Regions from separate parts of the Sus scrofa genome. Here all the other regions are linked to region 3. The links are chromatin contacts, called in public Hi-C maps. All regions are on one chromosome and are shown on one strand. The core of a region is the stretch at or near the end of the contact, and the rest is flanking DNA. Distances in the headings are between cores, read along the strand shown. Region 1 holds the start of FAM3A (protein FAM3A). Region 2 holds the start of LAGE3 (EKC/KEOPS complex subunit LAGE3). Region 3 holds the start of DNASE1L1 (deoxyribonuclease 1 like 1).

What was found. Hi-C and Micro-C count contacts between places; a contact is called where the count stands out from the background.
Region 1: a Hi-C map of liver shows a contact between it and region 3, with 1.8 times the contacts expected there. The contact joins the promoter of FAM3A here to the promoter of DNASE1L1 in region 3. A contact is called at or near these places in 2 of 5 promoter capture datasets (fetal liver and liver), 19 of 47 Hi-C or Micro-C datasets (alveolar macrophages, blood, embryonic fibroblasts and 10 more) and 2 of 2 datasets of contacts at active chromatin or transcription factors (alveolar macrophages and skeletal muscle).
Region 2: a Hi-C map of retroperitoneal adipose tissue shows a contact between it and region 3, with 1.8 times the contacts expected there. The contact joins the promoter of LAGE3 here to the promoter of DNASE1L1 in region 3. A contact is called at or near these places in 1 of 5 promoter capture datasets (liver), 9 of 47 Hi-C or Micro-C datasets (blood, embryonic fibroblasts, fetal liver and 4 more) and 2 of 2 datasets of contacts at active chromatin or transcription factors (alveolar macrophages and skeletal muscle).

Annotation. Positions count from the first base shown.
Region 1 is chrX:125,023,442-125,026,744 of Sscrofa11.1, reverse strand. It overlaps FAM3A (protein FAM3A), which reads left to right and starts at 1,626. Exons shown (of 9, transcript XM_005674051.3): 1 at 1,626-2,050; 2 at 2,152-2,224. The coding sequence starts at 2,212.
Region 2 is chrX:125,001,665-125,004,802 of Sscrofa11.1, reverse strand. LAGE3 (EKC/KEOPS complex subunit LAGE3) reads left to right here and starts at 1,597. Exons shown (of 3, transcript XM_003360514.3): 1 at 1,597-2,192; 2 at 2,441-2,569; 3 at 2,805-3,130. The coding sequence starts at 1,612. The coding sequence ends at 2,919.
Region 3 is chrX:124,935,949-124,939,373 of Sscrofa11.1, reverse strand. DNASE1L1 (deoxyribonuclease 1 like 1) reads left to right here and starts at 1,805. Exons shown (of 8, transcript NM_001038632.1): 1 at 1,805-1,951.

The DNA of each region.
Region 1 (3,303 bases), core at 377-2,876, 88 kb before region 3:
TGTAGAGTCACTTCACGTCCACTCTGGGTGCCTAAGCTCTGGTAAAGGCACAAGAGACAGGTGAGGTCCCCACCCTGAGGCAGGAACCAAGACACAGCACACGAGTAGTGCTTCAGCAATGGGAGCTAGTGGGGCAGGGACCTGGCCCAGCAGAGGGCCCTGAAACGCCAGGGCCCAGGTGAGATGGGTCAGTGAAGGCACATGTCTTGGTACCCACCCTGGAATGGAAAGCCGCGGGCCATCAGGGTCATTCCTACACTGTGGCAGAGACGACCTCAGGTGAGGGTGTTTGACTGTCGCCCGAGATCCAGTTGGCCAATCTAGGGTTGGGGCCAAAGGTCGCGCATGAGGACAGTCTGTTCAGCTCTGGCTGCCTAGACGGAACGAAGACATGAGGGCCCAACTGAGGACCACCAGCTGTCACCTCAGCTTTGGGTGCCTACTCAGGGGCATAAGCACATGATCACCACAAACGACAGCTCAGCGCTTGGGGTCTGTACTGAGGGCGATGAGGGATGGGCTGAGGGCACTGCCCTGGGTGCCTCGCCTCAGGCAGGGACACAAGGAGCCAAGGAAACAGCAAACTGGCATCGCAGCTATGGGAGCTACACTGGGGCACAGGCAAGAGGCTGGGTGGGGACACAAGGGTCTCATCCTCTCCAAGTCCCCAGAGGAACAGGGCTGCCCCTGCGGCACAGAAGACCAGGAATGAATCGAATCGCAGGCCTCCGGTCCATCGCCAGTGTGGTGCCCCTGTGGCTGATGGTCTGCCTCTGGACTCTCAGGGGGACTCATTAAAGCCACCTTCCCAGAACGCCTGCTCTGAGCAGTATACACTGTCCCCAAGAACCAGCAGTCTGGAGTTCCTGTTGTGGCTCAGCGGGTTAAGAATGCGACTAGTGGAGGTCCCATCATGGAGCAGTGGAAACGAATCCGGCTAGGAACCGGGAGGTTGAGGGTTTGATCCCTGGCCCCCCTCAGTAGGTTAAGGATCCGGGGCTGCCATGAGCTGTGGTGTAGGTCGCAGACACGGCTCCGATCTGGCATTGCTGTGGCTCTGGTGTAGGCCGGCGGCTACAGCTCCAATTAGCCCCCTAGCCTGGGCATCTCCATGTGCCGCGGGTGCGGCCCTAGAGAAGACAAAAATCATAATAAAAAGAATGCGGCTAGTATCCAGGGAGACGGGTCCAGGCGGCAGGGCTGGCCGCAGCTCTCCCGGTGCGCTGGGCGCTGCGCCCGGAGGCCCGAGGCGTTTCCCAGCGCGGCGTTTAGACGCCCCGCCATCCTCAGAGCGAGCGGGGAGCCTCCCTCTAGAAAGCAGGCGGCGAGGGCGTGTGTGTGGCAGGGCCGAGCCCGCTGGCCTGGTCGCCTTCCCGGTTCCCCGCCGGGCTCGTCTCTACCCCCACTTCTCTAAGAGGCACGTGGATTAACTCTGAAACAATTTCTCATCCTGCGCCCAGACCCACCCGCCCCTTCCGAGGCCTCAGAAAGCCGAGCGCGGGGCCCGAGCCTAGCCGCAGCCCTCAAAGCCGGGTCTGAGCCGAAACCTCGTGGGCGGGGCCGGGCCGGGCTCCTCCCCCTCAGCAGCACGCGACTGCGCGGGAGCGCGCGTCGGGGGCGGGGCCGGGCCGGGCCCTCCCACCGGGGGCCCGGCCGCCCAGCCCGGCCGACAGCGGAGGTGGCGCCCGTGGGCCGGGCTCCCGCCCCGGGGCCGCCATTGCCAGGCTTCTCGGGCCGCGCAGCGCAGCTCCCTGGCCTCGCCGCGCCGAGCGGAGCGGAGCGGCCGGCCTGACGGGGCTGCCCCCGACCGAGCTCGCCTCCCCCCGCGGTCAGGCACGTCCCCGGCCGGCCCAACCCGCGCCGCCGGCCGCCAGACCCAGAGGGGCGGCCTGAGCTCGGGGCCTCCCACGGGAGGGGCCCGCGTCCGAGGGAACCACTTCGACTTCCCAGCCCTCGGAGCTCCCGTGGGCACGACCGTGAGCCGACAGGTTCCAGAGGCCCCTCCGGTCCCGGCAAGGCTTCTCTCCGCGTTCCCGAGGAGCCTGGTCAGGTAGTGGAATGAACAAGTCCTTGCAGCGATCGCGCAGAGGCCACAGCACGGGCCCATCCCAGACCCCCGCCCCAACCTGCTCTTCTTTTGTTGCCCCCCAGAGCGCTCTGTCCCCAAACACTGCACCTGCCGGCGGCCCCAACCCAGCGGGAGAAGTGGACATGAGGTTGGCAGGTGGGTGGCTTGCACAGTGAACGAGAGGGACTTGGCAAGGAGAGCTCCTGAAGGCCCGGGTGTCCAGGGAGTTTTGTGTCTGGACGGGTCGGGGCCGAGCCGCTGGGGGGGACCTAAGGTTGGGTTTTGGAAATGGAGGCCTCTGCAGAAACACTCATTCTATGACCTTGAGCAGATCTTTTCATCTCCGAGGAGTGCACCTCCCCAAGCTGTGCGATGAGTAAGATGGTCGTTTTCTCCCAACTGGGAGAGAGGCTCCAGGGAGTCTGGGGCTGGGTGGAGAGGCGGTGGTCTCAGAGGACAAGCTGGCCAAAGCGGTCCTGGGGTTGCATGTGACCCCAGTGGCAGCCCTGCTCATGCCCAGACAAGTAAGATGAGGGGCTCGAGGAGGGATGGGTTGGGAGCGGATTTCATAGCTGCTAAGGTTGCCGCCTTATGAATGTGACCCTAGGGAAGCCGGCCCGTGAGTAACTGGCTGGGAAGGTGTGGCCGCGAGAGTGGTCAGGGCTGGGGCAGGAAAATCGAGTCACTGCTCTGCCAGGTGAGGGTTAATCCAAGGCCGGGGGCAGAGGAGAGTGTCAGCAGTGAGGGGAGCCTGGGGCAGGAGCCTGGGAAAGGCCAGCTTTTCAGGGGACAGTGGAGGTGAACCAAGCCAGCAGGCAAGAAGGACGAGGCGTGTCTGGGTGGGGCCCCAGGGCGCTGTCCATCCACAAGCCAGCCCAGCAGGGTTTGAGCCGGAGGCTGCAGAGCCAACTGAGAGGTCGAGGAAGATCAGGGCCAACAGGTAACCCGGGGCGCTGACACCAAGAAGGTCCCAGGTGGCTTTAGCAACAAGCTGTGTTGGCGGCAGGGTTGAGGAGCCGTGCGTGGCGGAGGCCGGGGTGCACTGCCCTGGGTCGGAGACTAGGCTTGCAAAGAGCCAGCACAGAGGCCTCTGGAGGAGCCGGCAGGGCAGGGAGGCCAGTGGCTGGCTGGGGGCGTGATTCTGAAGGAGGCCTTTCCCTCTGCATTTTCTCAGGACGGGAGGTGGTGGAAATAGAGGGGAAAGAGGGAGACAAAAAGAAACCTGATCTCCAAGT
Region 2 (3,138 bases), core at 348-2,847, 66 kb before region 3:
AGCTCACGGCAACGCCGGATCCCCAACCCTCTGAGCGAGGCCAGGAATCGAACCCTCAACCTCATGGTTCCTAGTGGGATTCGTTAACCACTGAGCCACGACGGGAACTCCCCAAACATGTTTTTGGATATATAAAATATTTACATGGTTCAAAGTCAAAACGACACAAAAAGTTATATTACAAGAAATGCAATCACCCTTATAGGTGCTCATTTTCAGTAGTTTCGGGGTTCTCCATCCTGTGTTTCTTCTTCTTTTCAATAAGCATGTGTGGGTGGGGGTGGGGGTGTTCTTTGCACTTTGCTTTTTTCACATAACGATATATTCCAGAAATCATTTCATTTTTCATTAGAGGTTTTCATTCTTTCTCAGTGCTGTTGAGGAAAAGTGTGTAAATGTACCGTTGTTGATTTCACCCAGTCTGCACTGAGAGACAAGTGCTCCTGTCCAATGGCTTCTCTCCACCCCATTAGGTTGCGGGGAGTAACTTTGTGCACACATTGTTTCACACCGAGGAGTAACTAACAGTGATGGAATGTTGTAGTTAATACTGTTTCATCCAACAAGCAACAAACCACCTAGGGCATAAACTGCCGGGAGAAGTTCCCAGAGACAATACAGGAACAGCGGAGGAGGGTCCAAAAGGACAGCCTCGGATTATTAGAAATGTAGCAAAGGACATTGTGATGAAGGGTGCCTGGGCATGGCAATACGTCAGATGGGTGATCCCGAAGGCCTCTCAGAGGTGACACCGGGGCCAAGATACTAATGACCAGAAGGAAGCAGTCCTAGGAAAGTCTGGGTACAGCGTTTGCCAAATAGGAAGAGGAAGTGCAAAGAGCAGGAGTAGAGAATGCCCTAGAGGCTGCACAGAGCAAGGAAGCAGGCAGCTGCAGGTGGAGGAGCTGGGAGCCAGGGCACACAGGGCTTTTATCAGCTACAGCAAGGAGTTTGGCTTGGATTCCAAGGGCAGCAGGATATTGTTTCAGGATTTCAAGCAGGGACCTGATAGGATTTATATTAAAAATTAAGAACCGAAGAAATAAATAAATAATAAAAATGGAGTTCCCAGCACGGCGCAGTGGTTAACGAATCTGACAAGGAACCATGAGGTTGCGGGTTCGGTCCCTGCCCTTGCTCAGTGGGTTAACGATCCGGCGTTGCCGTGAGCTGTGGTGTAGGTTGCAGACGCGGCTCGGATCCCGCGTTGCTGTGGCTCTGGCGTAGGCCGGTGGCTACAGCTCCGATTCAACCCCTAGCCTGGGAACCTCCATATGCCGTGGGAGCGGCCCAAGAAATGGCAAAAAGACAAAAAAAAAAAAAAAAAAAAAAGAATTTCACGTTACTTTGAAAACATTTAGTTTTAAAGCCGCACCCCTAGCACATGGAGGTTCCCAGGCCAGGGGTCGGATCGGAGCTGTAGCCGCCGGCCTGCACCCCAGCCTCAGCCACGCGGGATCCGAGCCGCGTCTGTGACCTACACCACAGCTCAGGGCAACGCCGGATCCGTCACCCACTGAGCGAGGCCAGGGGTCGAATCTGGATACTAGTCGGGTTCATTACCACTGAGCTACGACGGGAACTCCCTTAAAAACTTACTTTTGATTAAAAATGTGTCTCCAGTTTAAAAAAGAGTATAAAATCACTGTCAAAAACTTGCAGGAAAACAGAAAAAGGAAGTTGAAATCGCGTCACACAGCGTGCGCGGGGCCGGGATTTCGGAGGGAGGCTCGGCTTCTCCGCGGCCAGTCGCGTCCGGTCCGGTTGACACCCCCGCGGGAGGCAACGGTCCGGAACCGACCACGCACGGCCCGCGGCCCCGGCGGGGCCGGTTTGCGCAGGCGCGCGGGGCGGAGCCGGCGCGGGGGGCGGGGCTTCGCGAGGGGGCCCGAGCTTCTCAGCCGCCGGGGCGAGCGCGGCCGCGAAAGCCGCGGCCCGAGGGCGGGGCGAGGGCGGAGCGCGGCGGCCATGCAGGCGGCGGACGCAGCCGCCGGCGCGAGCGGCGCGGCGGGCGGCTCCGAGGGCCCAGGCCGCAGGGGTGCCCCTGGCGGCCGGGGCCGCCCCCGCGGCGCGGGCGCTGCTGCCGTAGCCGCCGCGGGCGTTCCGCCTGTGGCGCCGGCCCAGCGCACTTCGGAAGAGGGCGGAGACCCCGCGTCCGCAGCCAAAAGGCCACGGAGCCGAGCACACGTCTTGTATCCTGCCCGAGGGGACGGCGGGGAACGGGCTGCGGCCGCCCGCCGTGGGAGGGGGGAGCGACGAGGAGACGGAGGAGTCGGGGGGCGGAGAGGCGAGGCGGAGGCCGCGGCCGCCGGGAGCGGTTATAGGGCCACGCCGGGTCTGGAGGGGCTGGAAGCGGTGCCGAAGGCGACGAGCCTGGTCAGGGCGGCCTGAGACCCGGCCCACAGCACCAACTCCACAGCCTTAACCGACTTTCCATCAGCGCCCTAAGCGTGCCGTTCCCGTCCTCCTGGGAGGCAGAGATCGCCCGCGGCTCGCTGGCCCCAGATGCTGAGCCCCACCGAGGGGCGGTTGGGAAGGAGCTCACAGTGAGCGGCAGCGACCTGGCCGTGTAAGTGCTGGAAGGGGCGGGTCGGGAGTGGCAGCAGGTGGGCGGGCCCAGGTCCCCCGAGGGGCGCTCTACTGGCGACTCCCCAGACGCTCAAGGACCGGGAGGGAGCGGACGCGCTGCCCTGCGCCCACCTCTAATGCAGATCGCAACGGCTGGGGAGCGATGGAGGCGCCGAGCTAGGGACTGGAGGCGCCGCCGCCGCCGCCTGCCTGATTGTCACTTCCCTCACTTTCAGCCACTGGAGAGCTGACGATTCCCGCCTCCTCCGAATTTCCATCGTAAACTTTCTTGACCAGCTTTCCCTGGTGATTCGGACCATGCAGCGCTTTGGGCCCCCTGTTAGCCGCTAAGCCAGGGCTGGGGAGAGGGGCCAAGGTCTGCCCTGTGTCCCTTCCCAGACAGTGCAGCCCTCCTGGGGCAGCGATTCCTGCCAGAATTGCCACTTTATTATGGGGGCTTCATCTTTTGCCCGTACTGGCCCTTGCGCACTCAGGATCCGCTTATTTGTTTGGTGCTTAAATGTTTCGTAACCACAGAAAATAAAATCGAGCTTCGAGGCTACGTCTGAG
Region 3 (3,425 bases), core at 556-3,055:
ATACAGTTTTATATAATTAACAATATTACAGAATTGTACTATATATGTATGTAATATAATTTACTACATGATGTAATATGTAATATATCGCAGCATGTAACATGCAATAAGAAATTTATATATATAGGGAGTTCCCGTCGTGGCGCAGTGGTTAACGAATCCGACGAGGAACCACGAGGTTGCGGGTTCGGTCCCTGCCCTTGCTCAGTGGGTTAACGATCCGGCGTTGCCGTGAGCTGTGGTGTAGGTTGCAGACGAGGCTCGGATCCCGCGTTGCTGTGGCTCTGGCGTAGGCCGGTGGCTACAGCTCCGATTGGACCCCTAGCCTGGGAACCTCCATATGCCGCGGGAGAGGCCCAAGAAATAGCAACAACAACAAAAGACAAAAAAAAAAAGAAAGAAATTTATATATATAATAGTATTTTATATCATTTAGTACATCTGTAGTGTTGTCAACCACCACCTCCAACTAGTTCCAAACATGTTCATCACCCCAAAAAGAAAGGCCTGTACTCGTTAAGCAGTCTGTTTTTTATTTATTTTATTTTATTGTATTTTAGTCTTTTGTCTTTTTACCGCCACACCTGCAGCATATGGAGGTTCCCAGGCGAGGGGTCGAATCGGAGCTTTTGCTGCCGGCCCACGCCAGAGCCACCGCAACCCCAGATCCGAGCCGCATCTGCGACCTACACCGCAGCTCACGGCAATGCCAGATCCTTAACCCACTGAGCAAGGCCAGGGATCGAACCCACAACCTCATGGTTCCTAGTCGGACTCGTTTCCGCTGTGCCACGACAGGAACTCCCTATTTATGTTATTTTATTTTGCTTTTTAGGGCTGCAGCCACAGCATATGGAAGTTTCCAGGCTAGGAGTCGAATGGGAGCTACAGCTGCCGGCCTACACCACAGCCACAGCAACACGGGATCCCCGCCATGTCTTCAACCTATACCACAGCTCCCAGCAACGCCAGAGCCTTAACCCACTGAGCAAGGCCAGGGATCAAACCCGCGTCCTCATGGATACTAGTCCGGTTCGTTTCCACTGTGCCAAGATGGGAACTCCTGTTTTTTATTTTTAAAGCAAAGCATAATTTTATTGATTACATTTTTTCTTCCCAACCTTCTGCCCATCACCATCCCCAACCGTGACATTGCTCGGAAGACCATCCAATGAGGGCCCATCATCCACCTGCAGGCACCACCCGAGCCCCCTACTTGTTCCAGCAGCGACAGTGCAGGACCGCCACAGGGCACTGAGCTGCCAGCTCTCTAATCTCCTCTCCCGCACAGTTCTTCAGTCCGCCCTCGGCTTCCACCACCATGGCCAGTTCCTGCACCGACTTTTGCTCACTTTGCTTATTCAGATCACTCAGGAGTGTGCAGCCACACCAGGCCCGGGCCGAGGACATGGAGAGAAGGCTCTTGTCCTCGGGGATGCCCAGGCTCGTCGCGGGGCTTCCCTCTGTCAGGCACACGCTCCAGTTCTGGTGTCTTCCCCACCAGATCAGGCTTGGAGGCGGCCGGGGACAGGCACTGAGCGCTGGGCCTGGGAGACTGCACAGCAGGGTTTGCACGTGGGCGCCAGCAACTCCTCGCGGCGCGCCCTTGGCACGGGCCAACTCTGACTCACAGGTCTGTCATCTGCTCAGAGCCGTCCCTTGGCCTCCGCCTGCACTGGGTCTCACGAGGGCAGGAAGGCTGGATCTGGTGGGAAGGTGGGCGGGCAGGTCCGTGGTTCCCAGACCAGGCGCCCGCCCTCCCTGCGGCCGCCAGGGCGGAGCTAAGGCCCGGCCTGCCCGCTGGGAAGGGTGTGGTGGCTGAATCGGTCCGGAAGGGTGAGTCGGGCTGACTGTCTCTTCCTCCTTTTTCCCAGGCAGGCGCTGCGATTCCTCGGGGTGGGGCGATCCGCTCGCAGCGCAGGCAGGCGTGGAGACGACCCGGTCTATGCAGGTATGGGAGCCGTCTGGCCAAAGAAAAGGAGGAAGTCGCCCCCAGCCTGTGGGGGAGGGTGAGAGGGGAAGGGAATCCGGGGGCTGGGGCGTTGGGAGCTGGACCCGGCTTTGGGCTGAGACCAGGAACTCTCTAGTGCTTGCCTTCCCCCCTCCTGGGCCCCCGGCCCCAGAGCCCTCGAGCCTGCCCCTGCCAGCCCGGGGCTGCCCAAATGCCCACATACATCCCAGAATAGGCCCCAGGGCAGAGGACCCAAAGTAGCATGAGTGACAGAGCAGGTGGCTAGGGAGAAACAGGCATCGAGCCCAGCCAGTCCGAAAGGGAGCCCAAAAGGAAAGGTGACAGGGTGACGGAGGAAAGTAGGCAGCTCGCAGTGTAGGGACTTAGGGGAGTTCCCAGGCGTGGCTCAGTGGTAAGGAGCCTGACGAGTCTCCAGGAGGATGCGGGTTGGATCCCCGGCCTCGCTCAGTGGGTTAAGGATCTGGCGTTGTCGTGAGCTGTGGTGTAGGTCGCAGACGCGGCTCAGATCCCTCTGCAGCTTTGGCCCTAAAAAAGGCAAAAGAAGAAGTAGAGGCACTTGAGGCGCTGAATGCGAGCGACGCCAACTTGGAGAGGAGCGCGGGCCCGAGCCCAACGGACAGGGCAAAGCCTGCGAGCCTGAGAGAAAGAGAAACTGAAAGAGACGCTCCGGGAGAGGGGGCTCCAGCCGGGAGGGAGGGTGAACGAGTAGGGCTCGCCCGGGGTGGCGGGGACATGGGAAAGGGGCCCCGTGACAGCGGGGTGCAGTGTGGTGGTTTGATGTATCTGAGGTCACTTTGTTTTATTTTTTTACTCAGTGAGTTGTATGACATTTGTAGTTGTACACGGATCATCCCAACTCAATGTTACAGCATCTCCATCCCAAACCCCCAGTGCATCCCCCCACCCCTCCAACCTGTCTCCTTTGGAAACCATACGTTTTTCAAAGCCCGTGAGTCAGTATCTGTTCTGCAAACAAGTTCGTTGTGTCCTTTTTTTAGATTCCACATGTCGGTGAGAGCACATGATGTTGGTGTCTCACTGGCTGACTAACTTCACTTAGCGTGATAATATCCGGGTCCATCCGTTTTGCGGCAAATGCCGGTATTTCTTTCCTTTTAATGGCTGAGTAATATTCTGAGATCACTTTAAATGCATATGCCCTTGCAGTTCTCTTATGGCACAGCGGGAAAAGGATCCAGCATTATCTCTGCAGCGGCTTGGCTCACTGCTGTGGCACAGGTTCCATCCCTGGCCTGGGAACTTTCACATGCTGTGGGTGCAGCCAAAAAAGAAAAAAAAAAAATGCATGCAGCAGTTCCCATTGTAGCGCAGTGGAAATGAATCCGACTAGTAACCATGAGGTTTCAGCTTCGATCCCTGGGCTCACTTAGTGGGTTAAGGATCCAGCGTTGCCGTGAGCTGTGGTGTAGGTCGCAGACACGGCTTGGATTCC